Linked DNA regions of Mus musculus: region 2 is linked to region 1. Evidence: chromatin contacts called from public HiChIP or PLAC-seq data. All regions are on one chromosome and are shown on one strand. The core of a region is the stretch at or near the end of the contact, and the rest is flanking DNA. Distances in the headings are between cores, read along the strand shown. Region 1 has its middle 16 kb from the start of Gm41304. Region 2 overlaps Gm35019 (a long non-coding RNA gene).

Region 1 (3,701 bases), core at 562-3,061:
GGCCATCCACTGGAGCATTGTTGACCTACCAGAAGCCACCCCTTCGAAGAAAACTGACATCCGTTTCCCTAGAAGCCATCAATTGTGCGTGGCTGTCACTTAAGGCTTACTTTATTTTGTGTAGGCGAGCATAGCTGCTGAAGCCATTAGTGTAGTTGTCCTATCATATGCAGTGATCCTGTCATGTGCAGATGAGTACAGTGGTCCTGTCATGTGAAGAAGACAGCTCCCCTCTAGTCCTCCCCAACTGCTGACTCATACAGTCATTTCATCCCCCTGTTCCAAGGAATCTCCTGACTCTTGGGAAGAGGGGGGCATGCTGTCCCATGTGCCCAAGCCCTCCTCTGATGCTCACTCTTCACGTGGACCAGCTCTGAGTTTCTGAACTAACCACAATTCACTGAACTATGAAATTTCTCTGATGGGGACTAAGCTGCATTAATAAAGATATAAACTTGAGGGCAGTTTATACTCTGCCTGTTTGGCAGAAGAATAGACACAGGTTAACTCCTGACCTGTGATCTCCCTAATCATGGGCTCTTGGCCAGATTTACAATGCCAAACCTGTGCTTCCTTTTGTGAAATATAGCCCATGATTTTACTTGTTTGTTTGTTTATGTGTGGGAGATGGAGAGGGTATGGACATGCTACAGTGAGTGTGTGGAGTAGGACAACTTTTAGTAGGTCCTTTTTATCCTTCCATCACGTGGGTCCCTGGGATCACAATGAGGTCATCAGGCTTGGTGGCAAGTGTCCCAACCTGCTGTGCCATCTTGCTGGCCCTAGCCTCTAATAGGAGCAATGACTGTTTTTAATTTTCTGTGTCCTTGAAACTGAATATGAGGAGTTCCACAGTTAGCTTTGTTATCCTGGGTTTTTACAAGGTAGCATACATACATCATAACATTTCTTCACATTGTAAAACTAGTTTGTTAAAGTCATATCATTCTGTTAAATCAGCGTGCTATGATTTGGTTGCGTGTTTCTACTTTTTTAGCTGTTAGGCATCATGCGTCTATGAGCATCTTGCTTGCACCAAGTTTCCTGTGTTGCTTTTAGATGACTGTGTGCTACGCTTAGAAGGAAAGACAGTTCCATGGCTCTGGATACCTAGTACCACAGGACTTTTCAAAGGGCTGCCATGGATACATCTCAGGAACATTTAGCTCCCTTTGAATGCTGTGTGCCCTGTTCAATGAAATGATATTTACCATTGTGTGATCATATGTTATTATTATAAGTCTGAAACCATGTCCTCAAAATTACATTCTTGCCATACTGCCCACTGAAGAGCTGGGTTCCCATCAAGGTCTCAGTATAGCAATCACCACGTACAACAAATACCCAAGCCAATGAGAAACACCAATGTCAGTTATGTTTAGCAAAGAACACGTCACAAAAGTCCTCCAGAGGCACTCTTTCCTTCCCAGTCCAACCATGTGGAGTCTGCCCCACAGGTATGCTATCTCGGTTCTGATTGGCCTTCCCACTGCTTTCTGTTGCTCTTACTGTCTAGCTCAGTTATTGAGTTGTCTTCCTAGAAGCCTTACCCATGCCAGCCCACTCTAAGACATGACTCTCCTGGATGCCTAGAATCTTCTTTAGGAAGGAGTCTAAGTATCTTCAGAGAGAGTTTGCTCATACTCATATTTCACACAGTAAGAAAAACTTGTGGTGTTTTGAGTGGAAGCCCCCCATAAGTCTCAGGCATCTGAGTTCTTGGTTCCTGCTTGGTAGCCTTGCCTGCGGTGGCTTAGGAGGCGTGGCTTTGCTGGAGGAAGTATGTCACTGGAGAGGAGGTGTTACGGTTTCAAAAGCCAAGTGGCTGTGTCCAGTGCACTCTCTGATTCATGTTTGTGGTTTGAGATGTGAGCTCCTAGCCCTTACTTCCACCATGTCTGCTGCCATACTCCCTTGCCAAGGTGGACTCTTATTGCTGTAGAATCCTAAACCCCAAATGAACCTTTCCTTCTATCCCTTGCCTTGGCCATGGTGTTTTATACAGCAGTGGAGATGGAACTAATACAAATGTCAATGCTGAGCTGATGAACAAGTGTCTGGCTTCCTCTGGAGGAGAGGAGGGGGTTTCCATGGTCACACAGTGACACATTTGTCTCTGACACAGTTAACAATGACAATAGTAACATCAGCACTTTCAGTATGATTTCTACAGGCCAGACAATGTTCCCTGATCTTTACAGCTTCTGTCACCCAGTGCTCACAGCTATGACTTAACTCACGTCATCATGTCTTTGCTTTCCATGGAGAAACTGACCATGAAATATCTCAAGGATCTTTCTTAATGTCAATACAGTATGGGACAGAGACTCAGCCTGTCTGGTTCTAATGCCTAGGCTTTAAACTATTGGACCCACAGCTGTGGTTTGTATGTACAGTTGGCTCTCAGCGTTCAGAGGAATTACATCTCGGACCTCCTTCACTATCAAAATCCTCAAATGCAGAGGCCTCTCATAGAGCATGGTGTAGTATTTACCTATGGCTACATATATCCTTCTGCATATCCTCTCTGGGTTGCTTAGAACACCCAATGCATTGTGAATGATTGTTCTATTATACCATCTTGGGAATGATAACAAGGGAGAAAGTCTCCGCATGGTCAGTAGAGATGCAGTTCGAGGAGGAGCAGACTCTTGTCCGTCAGCTCAGCAGTGGCGTTTGTGTTAGTTCCTTCTCTATCTTTTTCAGGCTATGGTTTGCTGAACAGGTATAGACGCTACACACATGGAACACTCATTGTTTAGAACCCTCCCCATCCACATGGGTATACACGTGTTACATACACATTACATATATGTAATCATTTCATATTTCCCTTCTTTTTGTTAAAATAGAATTTGAAAATCATAGAAATTACCCATTTCTTATGGGTTTCTTTTAAAAATACTGCTTAGGATTTTTTTTTGATGCTATCTATGCTGTCTGCCTGTGAGATCCTGTTGCTCTGGGCCTCCATATTGCTTTCTCTGCTTCTTCTTATGAAAGGGATGCTTTGCAGGCAGCAGAAGAACACCTTGGAGACTAGCTGTCCACTCAGTGTAAGGGTCTGAGGTGGCTGACAGGGGCCCAGTGTCTTAAAGGAAATGGCTGGTGACTTAAGTTGATTTTTCAAAAGCAATTTCTTGAGTAAATGTGTGAATCCTGCCTAGGTTCTTAGTTCCATCTTTGTATGGCTCCTTGGGATACGCTAGTTCTTTGGTCTGGCTTACGCTTTCTGGCGGAGAGACCAAGTGTGATACAACACTCAGATAAGAACCCCCTTTCTTTTGCAAAACTTGTTCGCAAGTTAGATGTAGGAATGCTTTTTTTCTTTTTCCTCAGTCAAAAAAATATAAATAAATAGGCATTTTGTTTCTTTTTGTATTTGCTTGAGAACAAATTGTCTAGCAATTGAGGTCACACCTCACAATCAAAGCTGCTATTCAAACATCACTCAAATGTTCTGTCTAAAATGCTGCTAAATCCTGCTCCTCAGTGAGGGGCGCTGACTGCGGTGAGCAGCGGTCTTTTAGCTTCTGAAGTGGGAAGAATGTTGGGATAGGTGTCAGGAGACCCGAGGTCAAGGTCATTTCTGTTGATAACCAGCTGTTATGGGCTAATTACTTAGCCTTTGTTTTACTGTCTCTATCTATAAAGGCGAGGCTTATACTAAATGTTTCCTATCACTAACAGTTAACACAAGA
Region 2 (3,701 bases), core at 472-2,971, 240 kb before region 1:
CAGCCCTAAGTAATGCTTTTCTTTATAAGACTTGCTTTGGTCATAATAGCAACAAAATCCTAAGACTAAGGGGGTAACAGGCTTAAGGGCCATTTCCTGTCTCTCACTGGACCTACATCCCTGCTCTGATCTAGGCCAGTTGGAGCACACAGAAGGTTAAGAAATCACCCCTCCCTAACAGAGTGTTCATGAAAGCAAGGGGGAAAGTCTATGGCAGGAACGGCAGGCAGTCCTCTCTCCTTACCAGAGAGGTCTCTAATTTGTACAGCTGTGTGCAGTTGTCTCAACATGTAACCACCTGTATCAGTTTTTGCCATTGTAGGAACATGTTGAAACAGGAAAAAAGGAGATAAGTTGAAACCACTCTAAAACATAGCTGTTTGCTTCATAAAGTTCTTGGGAGAGTCCATAACTCAAGGACTAGAAAAGGCCGTGGTACTGGCCAGGTCTTTACATAATGATTGGGGACCAACTTTCAAATGTCATTGGGTGACAAATGTGAACTCATATTTTGATTGCTATTCAATTTGTGCTAATACATAAAGAGAAAGAAGCAGGTCTGAAAAGCTGGCTGGAATGAGTTGATGGACTCACCTGATTGGTCAAAACAGTTATTTGTGCTGGAAGAGAGTAACGGGGTGGGGGAAAGGGAGGGAAGGGGAAAGAAGCATTATGTAGTATTTCTTTAGTTGTGAATAGTTGTAGTTTCTATTAGTCTCAGAGAGAAGAATTCAACTTTAAAACTCTGGTTCTGAGCAGCCAGGGGAGAAAGCAATTAGAGGGAAACAGGAAATTATAACAAACTGTTCAGTGGCGGGAGACAGAGTGAACAATGCAGTCCTTAAAGGGTTTTTTCCTGTCAGGATAAACAGCTCTTTCTTGTGTTTGGTTATACTTTAACCATGATACAAAGGGAGACAGAGAACTGGTAATCTGATACCAAAATTAATTTCTGGAGTGATAAGGATGGAATTTAGGTTGTGGAAGGAACCACATTTAAAATTCTCCAGTGTGTATTTTAAGGTAAGGTGAGAGAGTGGTTTAGGGAAGAGGTCGTTGGATATGGATTCTGAAAGTCATGCACACAGACTCTGATGCAGTAGGAAGTGAGAATGTGTGTACAGAGAACAGCTTGTGTATTTTATGGACGAATCACCTGTCAATTAAGAAAACCTACGGCCTATAGAAAAGGGTAGACTAGAAGGTGGGACAACTGGTAGGCAGAGAGGATTCTGGGAAAGAGCCAGGTGTGGGAAGAGTTGCTGGGGAAGATGTGAGGAGGACAGATGAATGATACCTGAGCAGAGGTGACCAGCCACATGGCAGAATATAGGCTAATATAAGTGGGTTATCAGAGAAGAGCCTAGCTATATGGCCTAGATATCTGTAAATATATTTTGAGTCTGAGTGGTTATTATGGGAGCTTGGAACCAGGAGGAAAAACAAACACTTTAATAGATGACACCCAATGTGGGGCATGTTATCCAGGTTTAGAGCCTGAGAAGCCATTGGGAAGGATGGTTTAGCATACTGCTCTGTGATGGTGGGCAGGCTGCTCCGTTTGGTGTGGTTGGCCACAGAAGCCAGTGAACAGTGGAGGCAAAAAAACATGAAGAGGCTGAGTATGGAAATACAGGCCTCTTATCCCTCCAAGGTGCACCATGGCCATCTTCTAGGGAGAGCAGAGGCCTGTATGAGGCAGTAGAGTGAGGAACCAGAGCCTCAAGGCACAGCCCCACAGGAAACACTTCTCATGTTGCATGCTGCTCTGGGGAGCCAGTGCTCTGCTGGGTGGAAGGTATGACTCATGCTGAGGCTTATGGGAAATTCAGCACCCCAGTCCAGGCCCACTGAGCCCCCATCCTGATGCTTGATGACAGGTGGCAGCCCAGCCAAATGTGGCAGGGCAAGTGGGCACCAAGAATACCCATGGGTGCCCTTGGGTGAAGGCCTGAACCCTCACAGAAGCACAGCAGGTGGGAGTGGCCTGTCTAGAACTGGCAGGAGGCAAAGCCAATGGGACAACCTTCTGAACTGAGCTGAGAGGGTGGAGCTGGCCACTACAGATACATGCTAGTCCGAGGAGCCTGGAAATGTGCAGAAGGACAGAGGAGCACTTACCCTGAGCTGCAATAGGATTGAAAAGCCACAGACATCTGAGCAGGTAAGGTATTGAGTTTAGAAAACTATAAAAGAGAAGGGAAACTGAATTAAAAAAGAAAGAAAGAAAGAAAGAAAAACTATTTGGTTTAAAGATAAGAGGGTGAAGTCCTTAAGAAAAATTTTAGAGAATAAAAAAAAAAGAAATATATTTTCTATGTCAAGAAAATGGAAACACAGGGACTTCCGGGGTTGGTCAGAGGAAGAGAGGAAGCAGGAGAAGGGTTTTTTGACAGAGACAGGGAAAGGACAAGATCTGGCTACTAGTGTCTCCCAGTTTAGATAGTGAATCTGCCAGGATTTGCCACAGGAGGATTTACATTTAATAAAGCTTACAAGATTAGAATTCTCGTTGTTGTAGTCAGTGATTGAGTTACCATTGTTTCTGAACTAACTTTGTGTTGTTTTCCTTCATGTGGTGGCTCGGCGGTGTTCCAGAGAGAGAGAAAGGTATGGCAGCAAAGCATGGGTTTGCCTGATGTGTCCCCCAAAAGGATGTAGGAGTTTTGAAGCACGGGGCTGGTGTGGTAGTGACCTGCCAGTGGGAACTTATCTGGGTGGAGAGATTTTGGAGCTCTGAGTCAGAGAGACTTGCCCACCAGTGCTTGACTGGCCATAGCATGGCAAGGTTCCTTTTTATTGCTTCCCACAACATGTGGTAAACCAACGTGTTAGGCAAGAATCCACTAGAAATTTAAGATTATTAGCCTGAGAGTTAGAGTTTTATTTTCTAAGTGAGAGAAAGGTGGTGCTGGGATGATGAGTCATGTGTACTTAAGCGAGGGAGCCTTGAAACAAACAAAAAAAAAAAAAAAAAAGAGGGCTCTGAGGTCCCCTGCTGTGGAAAGAGACAAGATGGCTGCTCTGAGTCAGAGAGCTGGAGAATGGAAGCTGCCTTTATCTTGGGGCAGATATTGATTTAACTGTGAATTTATAACATTGGGATTATTTGCTTTTAGGATAGATTTATATACAGATTTTGTTTAAATCATGTGGGGAATTTCACCTGTGGTTCAGAGCTAGGATAGGGAAAATTAGTCACTGACTCCAAGTAGAGAGAGCAGTGATAACTGCCTGCTATGAACAGATATTAATTATTAAAAGTCTGTGACTACAGGTAGAGAGTTCAACAGATAGGTATTATAACAGGTATTAATAAAATAAATGTCTGTGGCTCCAGGTAGAGAGCCCAAGCAATAGATGTTATAACAAGATGGCTGCTCTAGGTGGAGAGCTTAACAAGTAAAAACTACCTGCTTCCTATAGGCAGATATTAATGAAAGTTTGAATTAATTGCTTTAAAGATGGTATAAAGATAAATTGCTCTAACAAGTGTTATAGGATACTCATATTCTGTCTAAAATGGGCTCTACGGGAATTTTGAATTTAAATCCTGGTTTGAATAGCTGCCTGCTTATAATCAAGTATAGACAGAAGTGTGAATCAATTATTTTAAAGATGGCATAGAAAGGTCTTCAAGATACCTAACTCATATTCTCTAACGTGGGCTCCATGGGAACGTTGGGTTATTATCTTGCATG

Evidence for each region. HiChIP or PLAC-seq counts read pairs in DNA pulled down with a chosen protein or histone mark.
Region 2: a BATF HiChIP or PLAC-seq map of CD8 T cells shows a contact between it and region 1, with 7 read pairs. The contact joins two enhancer-like sites. A contact is called at or near these places in 5 of 484 Hi-C or Micro-C datasets (cerebellar granule neurons, cerebellum, embryonic stem cells and 1 more) and 4 of 115 datasets of contacts at active chromatin or transcription factors (CD8 T cells, embryonic stem cells and neural progenitor cells).

The regions. Positions count from the first base shown.
Region 1 is chr15:37,655,056-37,658,756 of GRCm38.p6, reverse strand. It overlaps a transcript of Ncald not described here. Among named protein-coding and RNA genes, the nearest start is that of Gm41304, 16 kb to the right of the region's middle. Within about 2 kb of position 1,811, at least 8 of the 459 cell types and tissues checked have an H3K27ac peak or open chromatin away from gene starts, as enhancers often do. A contact at or near this core is called in CD8 T cells, where this site is marked.
Region 2 is chr15:37,898,096-37,901,796 of GRCm38.p6, reverse strand. It overlaps Gm35019 (a long non-coding RNA gene), which reads left to right. Exons shown (of 7, transcript XR_383951.4): 2 at 1,881-2,164; 3 at 2,599-2,610. Among named protein-coding and RNA genes, the nearest start is that of Gm35019, 8.0 kb to the left of the region's middle. Within about 2 kb of position 1,721, at least 10 of the 459 cell types and tissues checked have an H3K27ac peak or open chromatin away from gene starts, as enhancers often do. A contact at or near this core is called in CD8 T cells, where this site is marked.